2 separate regions of the Mus musculus genome follow, and region 2 is linked to region 1. A link is a contact called in public ChIA-PET data. All regions are on one chromosome and are shown on one strand. The core of a region is the stretch at or near the end of the contact, and the rest is flanking DNA. Distances in the headings are between cores, read along the strand shown.

Region 1 (6,618 bases), core at 2,382-4,881:
TTATTCTGGGTAGCCTTTTATTGCATTATAATTGTATCACATTCATTTCTATTACGATGTTTCTATTGATAGTCCCATTATTTAATAACCCCATGGTTGCCTTTTCTTGTATAATGTAACCTTTTAGCATAATATATTTAAAAATTGTGTTCTTTTGTGTGTGTGTGTGTGTGCATGTGCATAGGAGTGTTGTCATGGGTGTGGACATGTGAGGCCAGAAGTCAACATCAGGTGCCTTTTCCAATCTACTTCTGCTTTCTCCATCTTATGTACTGAGGCAAGATACCTCGCATGAACCTAGAACTTGCTGATTCCGCTGTCTGTCTAGTCAGCTTGCTCTACAGATCCCAAGGTCTGGGATTACAGTTGTGCCACCACACCCACCTGATATTTCTGTGGCTTCTAGACATCTAAACCTCTGATCCCCAACTTGTGTTACCAAGTCATTTTATCCACTGAGCCATCTTCCCAGCCTTAGCTCTAATATACATTCTTCATACTGATGGTATGGGACAGACAAAATACATCCACCAAATTGGTGATTTTTGATATACTGCCACCCAAAGCTTTAGGTGTGAGTTTTGATGCTTTGATGTCTCTAGATTCTAGAGATTTCAATTTCTTCACCTAGTCGCTCCTTTGTGGCTTATAACGCTGCTGCCACCCTTTGTGGCTATCAAGATGAAGAGAATGATTTCTAACTGGTTCAGATTGCTGTGCTCTTTGGTTTGTCTTGGTAGACGTCAGTCTCTGACTATGTAACTTTTTTTTTTTTTTAGAAATAACTCTTGGTTTGGTCCTAGTCATCATAGAAACTCAAGTTCTAGCAACAGAACAAAACATAGTGGCAGAAGCTGCTGACCATGAAGGAACCCTAGCAAGTCAACTCTCCGATCCCTTGAGAAGATGGGAATGACTTGTACAGACCTGTGTCTTCCAGGGAGATGTCCTATGGTCAGGTGTAAAGCTGGTGCCTAAGAACTTGTCTAGATGATTAAGGGAATGGAAGGAAAAAAAATAGAAAGATTGTTGACAAGATTGGTAGAAAGGATGTGGATAAACCTCTAAGAATGATTCAGTTCTCTCTCTCTCTCTCTCTCTCTCTCTCTCTCTCTCTCTCTCTTTCTCTCTCTCTCCTCCCCCCCCACCCCCACCCCGCCACCGGTTTCTTTGCAACTTCACCAATGGATAAGCCAGGATGCTCACCTTTGATTTTGGGGCGGTACTCAGAACAGAGCAAGAAGAAGACCGAAGGAGGCCTCTTGGGCGAATTGGGGTCCTTGAACTTCTTTTTGGTCTCCCCTTTGAGGAGGGGGGATGTAGGTTTTCATTTCTCTTTCATAACGAGCCTTGTCAGCTTTTGCCATGTCTTCAAATTTCCCCTTTTCTTTAGCAGACATGGTCTTCCATAACTCTGAGCACTTCTTGGAGAACTCTGAGAAGTTGACAGAAGCATCCGGGTGCTTTTTCTTGTGCTCCTCCTGGCAGGTTTGCACAAAGAACGTATATGAGGACATTTTGCCTCTCGGCTTCTTAGGATCTCTTTTGCCCATGTTTAGTTGATTTTCCTCCGCAAGGCACAGAGTCTCCCAGTGCCTATCAGGCTCTCGCTTGCCCCAGTGCTGTCTCTATGGAGATCAATGTACTGCAATGGCTGTGAGAGCGGGAGCCAGACGCAGCCTCCTCACTCTCTCCGCTCTGTAACTGTCTGTCTCCATTTCTTAAGGGCAGTGATGAGAAAATCCAAATGGCGGAGCAAAGCATCTCCCTTTATGGGACATGAGGAGCAGGGTGAGGAAGAACCTGGATTTTACCTCCAAAGGCTCATCTACCCCTACTTCCGGTCACTTTCTTCCTCCATCCAGATTTCATCACCTGAGCCCTCTATCCTCTCCTCACCAGACAGGAACCAGGACTTTAAAAAAGAAAAATAATAGATGTTATTTATTCTTTGTGGATGTCATCCACGCAACAATGTGGTTTGACCATACTTGGCCCCAACCTGTTCTTCAACATCCCTGGGATCCTCCACCCCACATTCCTTTCCAACTTTAAATCCTCTTTAAGATTATTTGTTTATAACCTCTGAGTCTAAAGGACCAAGGTTTTTGAACACATGAACCTGTGGTGTATATTTTCAATTTAAATGTGTGTGTGTGTGTGTGTGAGAGAGAGAGAGAGAGAGAGAGAGAGAGAGAGAGAGAGAGAGAGAGAGAGAAAGAGAGAAAGAGAGAAAGAGAGAGGCAGATAGACAGACAGAATCAGGGACAGAGCAGAGAGAGTCTGTAACTGGACATGGTGGCACAACCTGTAATCCCAGCCCTTTTAGGAGTTCAAGGCCTGCTTTAAAATCTTTCTATCTTATTACATTTATGTATGTGAGCATGCATGTGTCTGTATGTCTACTTGCCTACTGGTATGCACCTGCCATGGTATGTGCATGCTTCAGTGTAAGTGTGGAGGTCAAAGGGCAAGTTGAAGGAGTTAAGTTCTCTCTTTTCATTATATGGGCGCTGGGGAGTGAATTCAGGTCACCATGGCTTGGCATCAGGTATCTTTACCCACTGTGTCTCTGGCTTTAATCACCGGCACTCACTCTCTCTCTCTCTCTCTCTCTCTCTCTCTCTCTCTCTCTCCCTCCCTCCCTCCCTCCTTCTCCCTTCCTTCCTTCCTTTCTCTTCTTATTTATTTTTAAGGAATAAACAGTGGCCAAAGCAAGATCATATCACTAGGTTATCAGCACATAGATGCAACTTTGATTAGCGGACTTTTTTAGCTGAAGCCAAATGGCCATTCATGCTAAACCGCTGGTAAAGAAGTAAGAAGGTAGGATTGATGTTTGTGTCCTTCTGTTGTCTTGCACATAGCTATAGAATCCAATACTTCCCAGTCTTCCATCTGCTCTTTTATCCACCTCTTTCATACAGGGCATGCTAGGAATGGTTAAGTATCAAGGCAGTACAGTGATGGACTTAGAGAAATGAACCTTTTGATTCAGGGTCTTACGTAGCTCAGTTGGCCTCAGATGCCCCATGCAGTTGAGGATGACTTTGGATTCTCGATTCTCCAGCTCCCACCTCTCAGCTGCCAGCATCCCTGGCATGTGTTGACATACATTGCCAAGTCACTCAGAGTTCTTGAATTTGGAGATGATGTTCAGTTACAAGGGGAAAAAAATTGGTTTCTTTCTGTTAGGAGAAAGTTTGGGTCTTTCATGTTTAGTTTAAAAGGAAAGGTCTGTATAGTTATTGAGCAAACCAAAGCAAGAATATCTGTTTTCATTTGAGGCTTTTTTCTTTCTGAGGAATTCCCTAGTGCACCAGTTTAGAAAACGCCGCCTGCTTTAGAAGCTAAAATGCCAAATGCTAGCTTCCCCAGCCTCCTTTGCAGCTAGGGTACAAACATATGATTTCAGTTTTGTCAATCTGTTTGCCAGTACTGCATTTTGACTTGGGAATTAATAAAAATGAAACAGATTCAGTTATGCTTTCTCTGTTTCTTGTGCAGGCAGTGTAACAGCTGCTAAAGTATCTGTTGTCTCAAGAACAAGTGGGAGTTGTAAGGGTGGTTTAGCAGTTGGCTTAGGATTGAGCAAGCCTCACAGTTGCTGTTCTGCGGGCTGCTTGCTTCTCACTGGTGGTGGGGTGGTTTCCTCGCTAGGTTTGGGGGTGCACTTCCTGGCTGCTTAGTTTTGAGTCTGGCTCCGGAGCCATTTCAATAGTTCCACAAATGACTAAATATGTTTGTGGTAAATGTATTTACTGCGGAAGTCGGACACATCGGCTCCTGCACGTTTGACATTTAGAAATTCAAGATAGGGCCAACAAAAAATGGCTTAGTGGGTAGAGGCATTGGCGGATGCCTGGTGACCTTAAGTTTGATCTCTGGAATTCACGTAGTGAAATGGGAACAATGACGCCTGCAAGTTGTCCTCTGACCTCCACACATACATCAGAGCATGTACACACACACACACACACACACAGAGAGAGAGAGAGAGAGAGAGAGAGAGACAGAGAGAGACAGAGAGAGAAAGAGAGAGATTAAGTAGAAAATTTGGATTAGATTAGTTGCAGGCATATGTTCCTTTCTGCATTGGTGGCCATGATTGAGAGATGGACAGGAGATCCTTCTCAAATGTGTGGATTAATAATTAGGTTGTTGAGGAATGTGCGAATGGGAATCTCTGAGGCTTTAGAGACCAGCACAATGCCTATTCTGTGTGTTTACATTTCAGTCACCCATAGTGAAATCAGAAACCTGAGCCCCAAGATGTGTTCACCTGACAAAATGACATTTCTTCATTTGGATGGTGTTATATCTCACATGTGCCTATATGCCCAAGGATAAGCATATTCTAAGTAAATTTTAGATTCATATAGTTAGGACATGCTATGTTTTACCTATACAGCTGTATATTATACATAAGATATAACATGCATAAATATTTAGCTCATAACCAGCTTACACGTCTAGCTGTGGCCCAGAGATCATCACATGAGTCAGTTCCCGCCCCCCCCACAAAGGACAGAAGAAAATAGATGTCTGAAAAGAACATATTAATATCTTTAGTGTTTGCATCATTTTACATTATGATCTATTAACATTTGCTTGTTTATTAAAGACAAGGAGGTGGTTTATATTAAGTAAAGATGGATGCAGAACATGAGAATGCACGGCTATAAGCCTGATAGTTGAGAGGTAGAGGGAGGAAGATTGCTTCAAGTTCAAGGCTAGTGCAATCAATATAGTCAGAGTGTGCCTCAACAAAACAAAACAAAACAAAAACCACAAAAAACCCCATATAAACCAATAACAAACAAAACAAAGATTTACTAAAAACTAAACCTGCCTCTCATCCAAGAGCTGCTTAAGTAGATTCTGCATGTTCGCTGCTTATCAGGCTCTGTCTCTGAGATTCTAAAGTCTCCTAGGTTCTGCAGCCAGCCTAATGTGGTATTGCCCTTACGCAGTATGGTCTACAGTTGCCAAGTCTAACCCAGAGCTCAGAAGATTGCAGAGAGCAGGCAATGTCTGCGTTTGTATTATCTCCTACAGGTTTTTTTTTTTTTCCACCTTCTTCTGTCTGACATGTCCCCTGCTACTGTCTTTAAGTGTTTCCCTTAGCTGCTGAGCTAATGTGCTTATGTCTCCAATGGGTCTTGAGTGAACCTATAAATGATTAAGGATGCATTAGCTCTCAGGAGGGTTGCTGTGATTCCCTGAAGAAGAGGTAGTGCCTAGAGACCTAGTCGTGCAATTTTCCTGTGCTGTTGGCCTAGCTTTGAGGATGAAGTCGTATTACTCAGCAGTGAACAGTGTAATTACTCACAGCAGTTCGCCTGGTGGCATATGACATCCAATTTACAGAATTAAAGGTAATGTGATTCAAATGAAAAATAGGTGATTTTTAAAGAATGAATGGCCAGCTCAACTATTGGAAATGTCTGGGTTAGAGTTTCTATGTTTGGATTTTTATATGGTTTTCGTTTTTAATTAATATCTTATTCAACTTGCTATAATTCTATTGAGATTTTCTAGGATAAAACAAATCTGAATTTGGTCTGGTATGGTGATATCTCTCTCTCTCTCTCTCTCTCTCTCTCTCTCTCTCTCTCTCTCTCTCTCTCTCTCACCTTGCCAAGACTTGGGGAGGCTGAGGCAAGAAAATCATATTGAGCTTAAGGCCAGTTTGTATTACATAGTTTTGGGATAGACAGGCTACATGCTAAGATTCTCTTAACGAATCAGGGGGAGGATGGGAATCGGAACATGTTCTTTAGTTGTCAGTCAAAATACAACCCTCCATGAGTTTTGAAGTCAAATTCTCAGATCTATTGGGAGTAACCCCTCTGAAAAAATAAAGAATAAACAGGAAATAACAATATTCTGTAAAATATACTAAGGATAAAAGTGGATGCTCACAATCACCTATTGGATGGAACACAGGGCCCCCAATGAAGGAGCTAGAGAAAGTACCCAATGAGCTGAAGGGGTCTGCAACCCTATAGGAGGAAGAACAATATGAACTAACAAGTACCCCCCAGAGTGTGTGTCTATAGTTGCATACGTAGCAGAGGATGGCCTAGTCGGCCATCAATGGGAAGAGAGGCCCTGGCATTAGAATTGCTTTAAGAAGTATTTTTAAGACCCAACAAGGTAGTCAAGTTCAGAAAAATAAAGATGTTTGCTGCCAAGCCTGGCTACCTGAGTTCGATCCTCAGGACCTACAAAGCAGGAGAAGGTGGTAGCCAACACTAGCAAGTTGTCCCCTGATCTCTATATGCATATCAGGGCACACACATCCCCCCATAAGCATACACACATGCAATAAATCGATACATTTAATTTTAAAAAGGAAACCTGACTTGGACCTGTGAGGCGATTTACTGGGTGAAGGTTCTTACCACCAAGACTGAAAACATGAGTTTGATCTCTGTGATGAGCCAAATCTTGCAAAGATCTCTGATCTTCCCACGTACCATGTCCCTCCATTGTCCATGTGCAGGCAGGCATCCCCCCACACACTAAATAAAATTAATTTAATAAAGAATATAATATAGACTTTGAGTCTGAGTCATTATTCTGGGAGCTTGAGGTAGGAGGAAACAGCCCATG
Region 2 (6,618 bases), core at 1,667-4,166, 190 kb before region 1:
TATAGAAAACCTAGGAAGCTGCTACCCAAATATTGGAACAATGATAGTTGCTCTAAAGAAGTATGGGAGGCGCTGCACTTACGAGAGGGCACTCTAATGTATACACTCATTCCCCAAGACCTCGATTAGTTCATTTGTAAGGATTGCAGAGGCAAAATATAAGAACTGAGGTGAGCACATGCCTTGGGACATTTAAGTACACCTAAAACTTCACAGAGTGCTTTCTTAAGCAGTACAGGCCAGAGTTTGCAAAGGAAGTTAGTATAGCTGGCTAGTGAGCCACTCTGTGAGAAGGAACTGCTTTTTAACTGAAGATTTGCTGAACAGAACTTCCATCCCACCCTGGCACTGAAAGACCTTAACAGCAGTCAAATTATATGGAAAGAAACTGAGGAAAACTGAAGGACTTATGTCAGCATATCTGCTGAGAGCCACCTACATTCCAGAAGGCTATTTCAGGGTCAACTATATTTAGTCTTGAGATTATTTTTTCTACATATTTTTGTCACATTTAGCCCTTAGGTACACTTAAAACTGAGTTCTCCTGGTAAAAATTAAATTCAAAACTTAGCTATTCTGTCTGATTTTTTTTCCTATATTCCCAATTTCAATACCCAATATACCACACAAAATATCCTTTCATACACTAGAAAATAGCTTAGTGTCAGCAAGATAGCTCAGCAAATCAGCAGGCTTAGCACCAAGCAGGACATCCCAAGTTCTATCCCCAGAACACACATGGTAGACGGGATGGAGACTCCCACAAATTGTCCTCTGACCTCCACACATGCACACGCGGTATGTGCACAAACGTACACTCTGAATTAATTAATGTTTAAAGAAGTTTGATAGCCAAATTGGTTAATGTTACTTTTCAAAGCTCTCTTTTTTTTTAATTTTTAGTATTTATGTGCGATTGTTTCCCCTGCATGTCAGTATGTATTCTGTGTATTATGTGTCTGGTAATCACTGAAGCCAGAAGAGTGTGTTGGGTCCCCTGGAACTGGAGTTACAGAAGGCTGTAAGCTGCCATTTGGATGCTCGGAACCAAACCAATCAGGGGCCTCACAAAGACCAGCAGCTGTTCTTAACTGCTGAGCCATTTCTCAGTCCCCCCAAAGTTCTCATTTAACCTATCTGCTGGCTACAACACATCAGATATTGCCAATGTCTTTTATTCTCTGAAATCCCCTCTACTTTCCTTTCACTCCCAGGAAACCTCCCCGAGTGCCAGGCGTACTAATCCTTTCCTTTGCTCCTTCAGTATTCCTGCTTTGGGGGACTTGCTTTCTGGTCTCTTTCCTTTTCCTCTCAGTTTAGCCCTCCTGTGCTAAATCCAATGAGTAACCTCTAATACCCTTAAAACACTATTTGAAAAGCAAGAGTTCCACTCAAAACATCACTCTTGGCCACTGACCCACATGTTCTCTGAGTATCTAAACTGCATATCTGAAGGAACTTCAGACCTAGTCTGTCTAGGTTGATCCAATAGCTTCCCCTTCCCTTGGGCACTAACTCAAATGCAGTAGGAGTCTTAATTCTCCCTCTGAAATGGCTACCGAATCTGCCTCAGTTTCTCCAACCTTCTTTCCCACAGGTCTTCGTTATCTTTCACCAGAGCCGGGAGGACATGATTGCCTCGATTCTCTTGAAAGTTACTCTTCTTCCATTTAAAATGAGCACCTATAACTGTATCCAAGCTGCACCTTTAACACCAGACCGTAGATTGTCTAGCTGCTCCGGTATGATGGTCAGCTAGGATCATGAACCAGAACCTGATAGAATAGTGATCGCTGGGAGACAAACGAGTTTGTCAGAAGTTTCTGAGATGTTTCACTGCTATGACGGGAGCCACCTTGAGTCTGCATGATTCTATGGGTTGGGATGCAAGGCTGAATAAAGAGAAAGCAAACTGAGCCCAACATCTACGTCCACTTTCTGACTAAGGGTGCAACGTGAACAGCTGCGTCAGCCTCCCACTGCCTTGCCCTCTCACACTACGGGCCAAAATAAACTCTTCCTCAAGTTGCTTTTGCTGGGCATTTTGTTACAGCAGACAAAAAAAAAAAACAAAACAAAACAAACAAACAAAAAAAAAACAATTAACTTAACAATTTTTCTTTGTGTAGCAAAGGATCTTTTTAATGTTATTGTTTTGATTTTTGTTTAGTGGTTAGTGGGTGCGTGCAGGGTGTGTGGGTGTGTGTATGTTCTGGTGGAGATCCAGTCCAGGTCCTTGTATATCTTAGGCTGTTAGGCAAAGGTTGTACCATCAACTATATCCTGAACACCGCCCTGGTTCCCCCAGTTTCCTTGCCTCGTGCTGTTATACATCAAAATGGGCTGATACAGAGGAAGTCTATAGAAAGCACTAACGCTCTACAGAGCGGGGCTCAGTAAGCACCGTCTTGCCATCTAAGTGTGGAAAGTGTAAGAGCTCACTGGCAATGTTAGGACTTGCATGCTGACTGCCTGGTCTGCATCATTTCATCTTCATAGCAGTGTTTATGAGGTAAGCAGCCACCCTGCTTCACAGATAAGGTAGAGAGGAGACTCTCACCCAAGGTGACTAAGATACAGGCAACACTGAACTTCAGATGTAAGTGTGGCTAAGCCCAGAGTCTCCCCTCACCAACAACACATACAAACTCTGAAAGATCCAAAGTTCTTATGGAAATAGCATCGACATCTTCACCTCCTAACTTTTCAAACTCAAGACTTCAAGTGAAATAACAGACGTCAAAGGAAATTTAAAGGTACGGCTGCTTACCAAAGGGAGCGAAACGATAGCTGTCAGATGAACGTGTTTAAAACACTTACGTTCTCAACTAAATGCTCTCCCATGGTGCAAACCAGAGCTTAGCCTTTCTCCTCCACAGCCTTTCCTAGGCCACCTATTATTTCACTGCTTTTCATATCATTTCTGCAGCTTCCTTTACTTCCTGTCACAGAATCACAGCATCAAAACTACACAGAAAACTCTACCCCTCCCTTGAAAATCTTTTGTGGTTAACCAAGAAATTAACTGTGAGCTCAAGAAACAACATTTCAAGTTCCCTAATATTGCACAAGAGGAACGAACACATCTCTGTCATCTTGTTGCAAAACACCCATGACTTCTACAGCTCTAAGAATGTAGAAATGTACTCAGTTTCTGAGATAGATTAAAAATTCGGTGATTCCAGAACTTTGGAAGCTGAGACAGGAGGATCACACTTTTAAGATCAGCCTAGAGTACATGCCAAGAATTTATCTTTAAAAAGAATTTTAAAATAAAAATAAAGACACAGCTCTTAATCCAATGTATTGAGCTGCCTCAATAGTCTCTTGTATACATAAGATCTTGGCAGAAATGATTGGCAGCTTGTCATCTTAAGAGGAGTGGTAAGGGGCTGGTGAGATGGCTCAATAGGTAAGAGCACCCAACTGCTCTTCCAAAGGTCCGGAGTTCAAATCCCAGCAACCACATGGTGGCTCACAACCATCTGTAACGAGATCTGACGCCCTCTTCTGGAGTATCTGAGGACAGCTACAGTGTACTTACATATAATAATAAATAAATAAATCTTTAAAAAAAAAAAAGAGGAGTGGTAGGGACATCAACTCTGACCATTTGGAACCCTGCAACAATATAACTGGAAATTTCTATATAGTGTTTTCAAATATGCTTTAAAAGTCCGATTAATGGAGGCACTCCCCCGGGAGGGAGGAAGGCAGCTCATAAGATTTCAGAAGCCACCAAAACTTAGAAAGTTCTAGAAACTCAGAAAGTGGGAGAAGCTTCACAGCCTTGTCCCCAAAGTTACAGATGTGGTAAGTACTGCTAGGTATGTGTGCTAGGTACATACGGCTATCTGTGTTCCCTGTCCCCAAAGTTACAGATGTGGTAAGTACTGCTAGGTATGAGTGCTAGGTACGTACAGCTATCTGTGTTGAGGTATTTTTGTAATTTCTTGTAAGCATGGGAGAGAGCTCCAGGAATGCTCACCCACATTGAGGTGAGCTTTAGGAGTGACATAGTTGCCTTGGAGACAGTCACACATAAGGAAATCTCACCCATGCTCCTGCACCTAACCCCACAAAAACATGCTGATTTACCAAGCCAGACTTAGGCAAAATCGTCTTTTAACCGACTATGGTGTGCTGCCTAAGGAAAATGAAACTTTTTTACTCCCCTCTCCCTCTCCCTTTCAAGAAAAGTCATATAGCATGGAAAGTCACCATGCACTATGATGTATATAACTAAAAAGATAGAGTGACTCATTGAAAATAAATAGAAGATAAGGACCCTCAATACTCCAACCTACTTTTCACTGCATAAATCAGTGAGGTCTATGTTATCTCCTATATTCTGAATAAAATAGCCAGAAATCTTACAGAAAGTCTGAAGGCCACACTAGCATACAGCCAATACCTCATTTAGGAAAGGGAAGCCACCAGTCCTATACTCAGCATTCTCCTGACTTAATGGGGGGAGCCCTCGGGAGGCAGAGGTAGACAGATCTCTGAGTTTGAGGCCAGCCTGGTCTACACAGTGAGTTCCAGGACAGCCATGGCAACACAGAGAAACCCTGTCTTGAAAACAAAATAAAAAAACAAAAGCAAGAGAACAAAACAAAAAAAGAAAACAACAACATTACACTTGAGTTATAATTTTATCTTTCTCCCAAATTACGTTATACATTGAAGTGAAAACTGATAGTTATTACTTATGGAATCCAGTTATTTATTAGACTCAATAACATAAAAATAATCCATGTTATTCAGCCTTCTATTGCTAATCATCAACTTCAGGAGGAAAGTTCACTCTGCTTCACACATCCACGAGATGAGGCAGCAGAGAGGCAAGAGTCTAGTGTCCCTTCCAAAGAAACGTCCCCAGTTATATCCCGATACCCTGATAAAATCTCCTTCTTTAAAAGGTTCCATCCTTCCCAGCTAGGAAAATGCCTGCAGCTTAGAGTCTTTTACTAAATCAAAACCTTCCCTCTGGAAACCTTCACAACCCATATGCCTTGTGATTAAATCCAGTTTGTTTGTACATGGGCATCTTCAAAACAAAAAGGGAAACACAAATCGGCAAGGATGGCTTCTACACAGTGACGGCAAAGCCAGCTTTACCAAAATAATTCACATAGGCTAGGCCAGGCGAGGTATGCCGGAAGTCACGAGGCACTGGTAAGAGGAATGATAAATCAAGGTAAGAGGAATGATAAATCAAGGTTGTCTTGAGCTTGCTGGGAAAGAGGAGGGAGAAGTCAGTTTCACAGTGACACTCTCGGTCCAGCGAGGAAGACTGCAGAGGGGAGAGGAGCTGTGGCAAGCTTTCTGGAAGAGAAAGCATGACAGGGAGAAGATCTGTCACCTAACAACAGGCAACCCTCCAGGGTTCAGAACAGCACACCCTGCCCCTACCCTCAGGGTACCTAGGCCAGTCCCACTATTTCTCTTGAAACTGAAGTATCATTGTATAATTCTCTATCTCTTCATTTAAGAACCTCCGTACCACTAACTCATCTCCAAACTGAGATGGATCGACTTCCACCTTCTCCACCTGGATGGGACAGTTCGGTATGCATACGCACACTGTCTTAGATTGCGCCCTACTGCGGTGATAAACACTCAGACCAAGTGCAGCATTAGGGAAGAGTCCTGGCTCAGTCTGTCCTGAAGGTAAGGCAGAGCAGACACAGAGAGAGGCAGCAACCTGGGGCAGAAGCTGAAGCCATGAAGGAGTGCTGCTTAATGGCTTGCTCCCCTTGGCTTGCTCAGCCTGTTTTTTTGGTTTTTTTGGTTTTTTTTTTTTTTTATAGTACCCAGAAACTCCGAGTACCTCTGCATGTACTCTGTGGTGCACATTTATGCATATACATGTACATTTTAATAAATGTAATTATTTTTTTAATTTAAGTGCACTATTCCTGATAGCTCTGCTATACTTGCAGACAGGAGCCTAGCATAACTGTCTTCTTAGAGGTTTCACTGAGCAGCTGATGGAAACACATGCAGAGAGACCTTCAGCTAAATGTTAGGCGGAATTCAGGGATCCCTCTGAAAGAGTAGGGGGAAGGAATGAGGGAGCTGGAGGGGTCAAGGACACCACAAGAAGACCTACACAGTCAACTAACCTGGGCCCTTGGGGCCTCACAGAGACTGAACCACCAAAGAGCACACATGGGTTGGACCTAGGCCCTCTACACATAGGCAGCAGCTGGGCAGCTTTGTCTTCATGTATGTCCCTTAACAACTGGAGTGGTGGCTGAGTCTGACTCTCTTGCCTGCCACCTTTCCCCTAGCTGGATTATCTTGTCTGTTCTAAGTAAGAGAGGATACACCTAGTCCTATTGTGACATTATGTGCCAGGGTGGCCTGGTCTTCAAGGGGGACTTCCTCTTCTCTGAGGAGGGAAGAGGGATGGGGGTATGTGAGGCTGGGAATGGAAGGAGAGGAGGTAGGGAGGGCAGCTGGGATCAGGATGTCAAAACTGAAGAAAATCCTAGGCAATGAGAGACATCTGCGTGCTCACAGACCAGCAGAGAAGCTTCCTCACTGTGATGGTTTATATATGCTCAGCCCAGGGAGTGGCACTATCAGAAGGGGTGGCCCTGTTGAAGTAGG

Evidence for each region. ChIA-PET counts read pairs in DNA pulled down with a chosen protein or histone mark.
Region 2: an RNA polymerase II ChIA-PET map of memory CD8 T cells shows a contact between it and region 1, with 79 read pairs. The contact joins two enhancer-like sites. A contact is called at or near these places in 3 of 115 datasets of contacts at active chromatin or transcription factors (memory CD8 T cells, microglia and pancreatic cancer cells).

The regions. Positions count from the first base shown.
Region 1 is chr13:117,045,669-117,052,286 of GRCm38.p6, reverse strand. It overlaps the pseudogene Gm29767. Among named protein-coding and RNA genes, the nearest start is that of Parp8, 23 kb to the right of the region's middle. Within about 2 kb of position 3,631, at least 67 of the 459 cell types and tissues checked have an H3K27ac peak or open chromatin away from gene starts, as enhancers often do. A contact at or near this core is called in memory CD8 T cells, where this site is marked.
Region 2 is chr13:117,238,654-117,245,271 of GRCm38.p6, reverse strand. All of the region lies in intron 2 of Emb (embigin), which reads right to left. Among named protein-coding and RNA genes, the nearest start is that of Emb, 21 kb to the right of the region's middle. Within about 2 kb of position 2,916, at least 92 of the 459 cell types and tissues checked have an H3K27ac peak or open chromatin away from gene starts, as enhancers often do. A contact at or near this core is called in memory CD8 T cells, where this site is marked.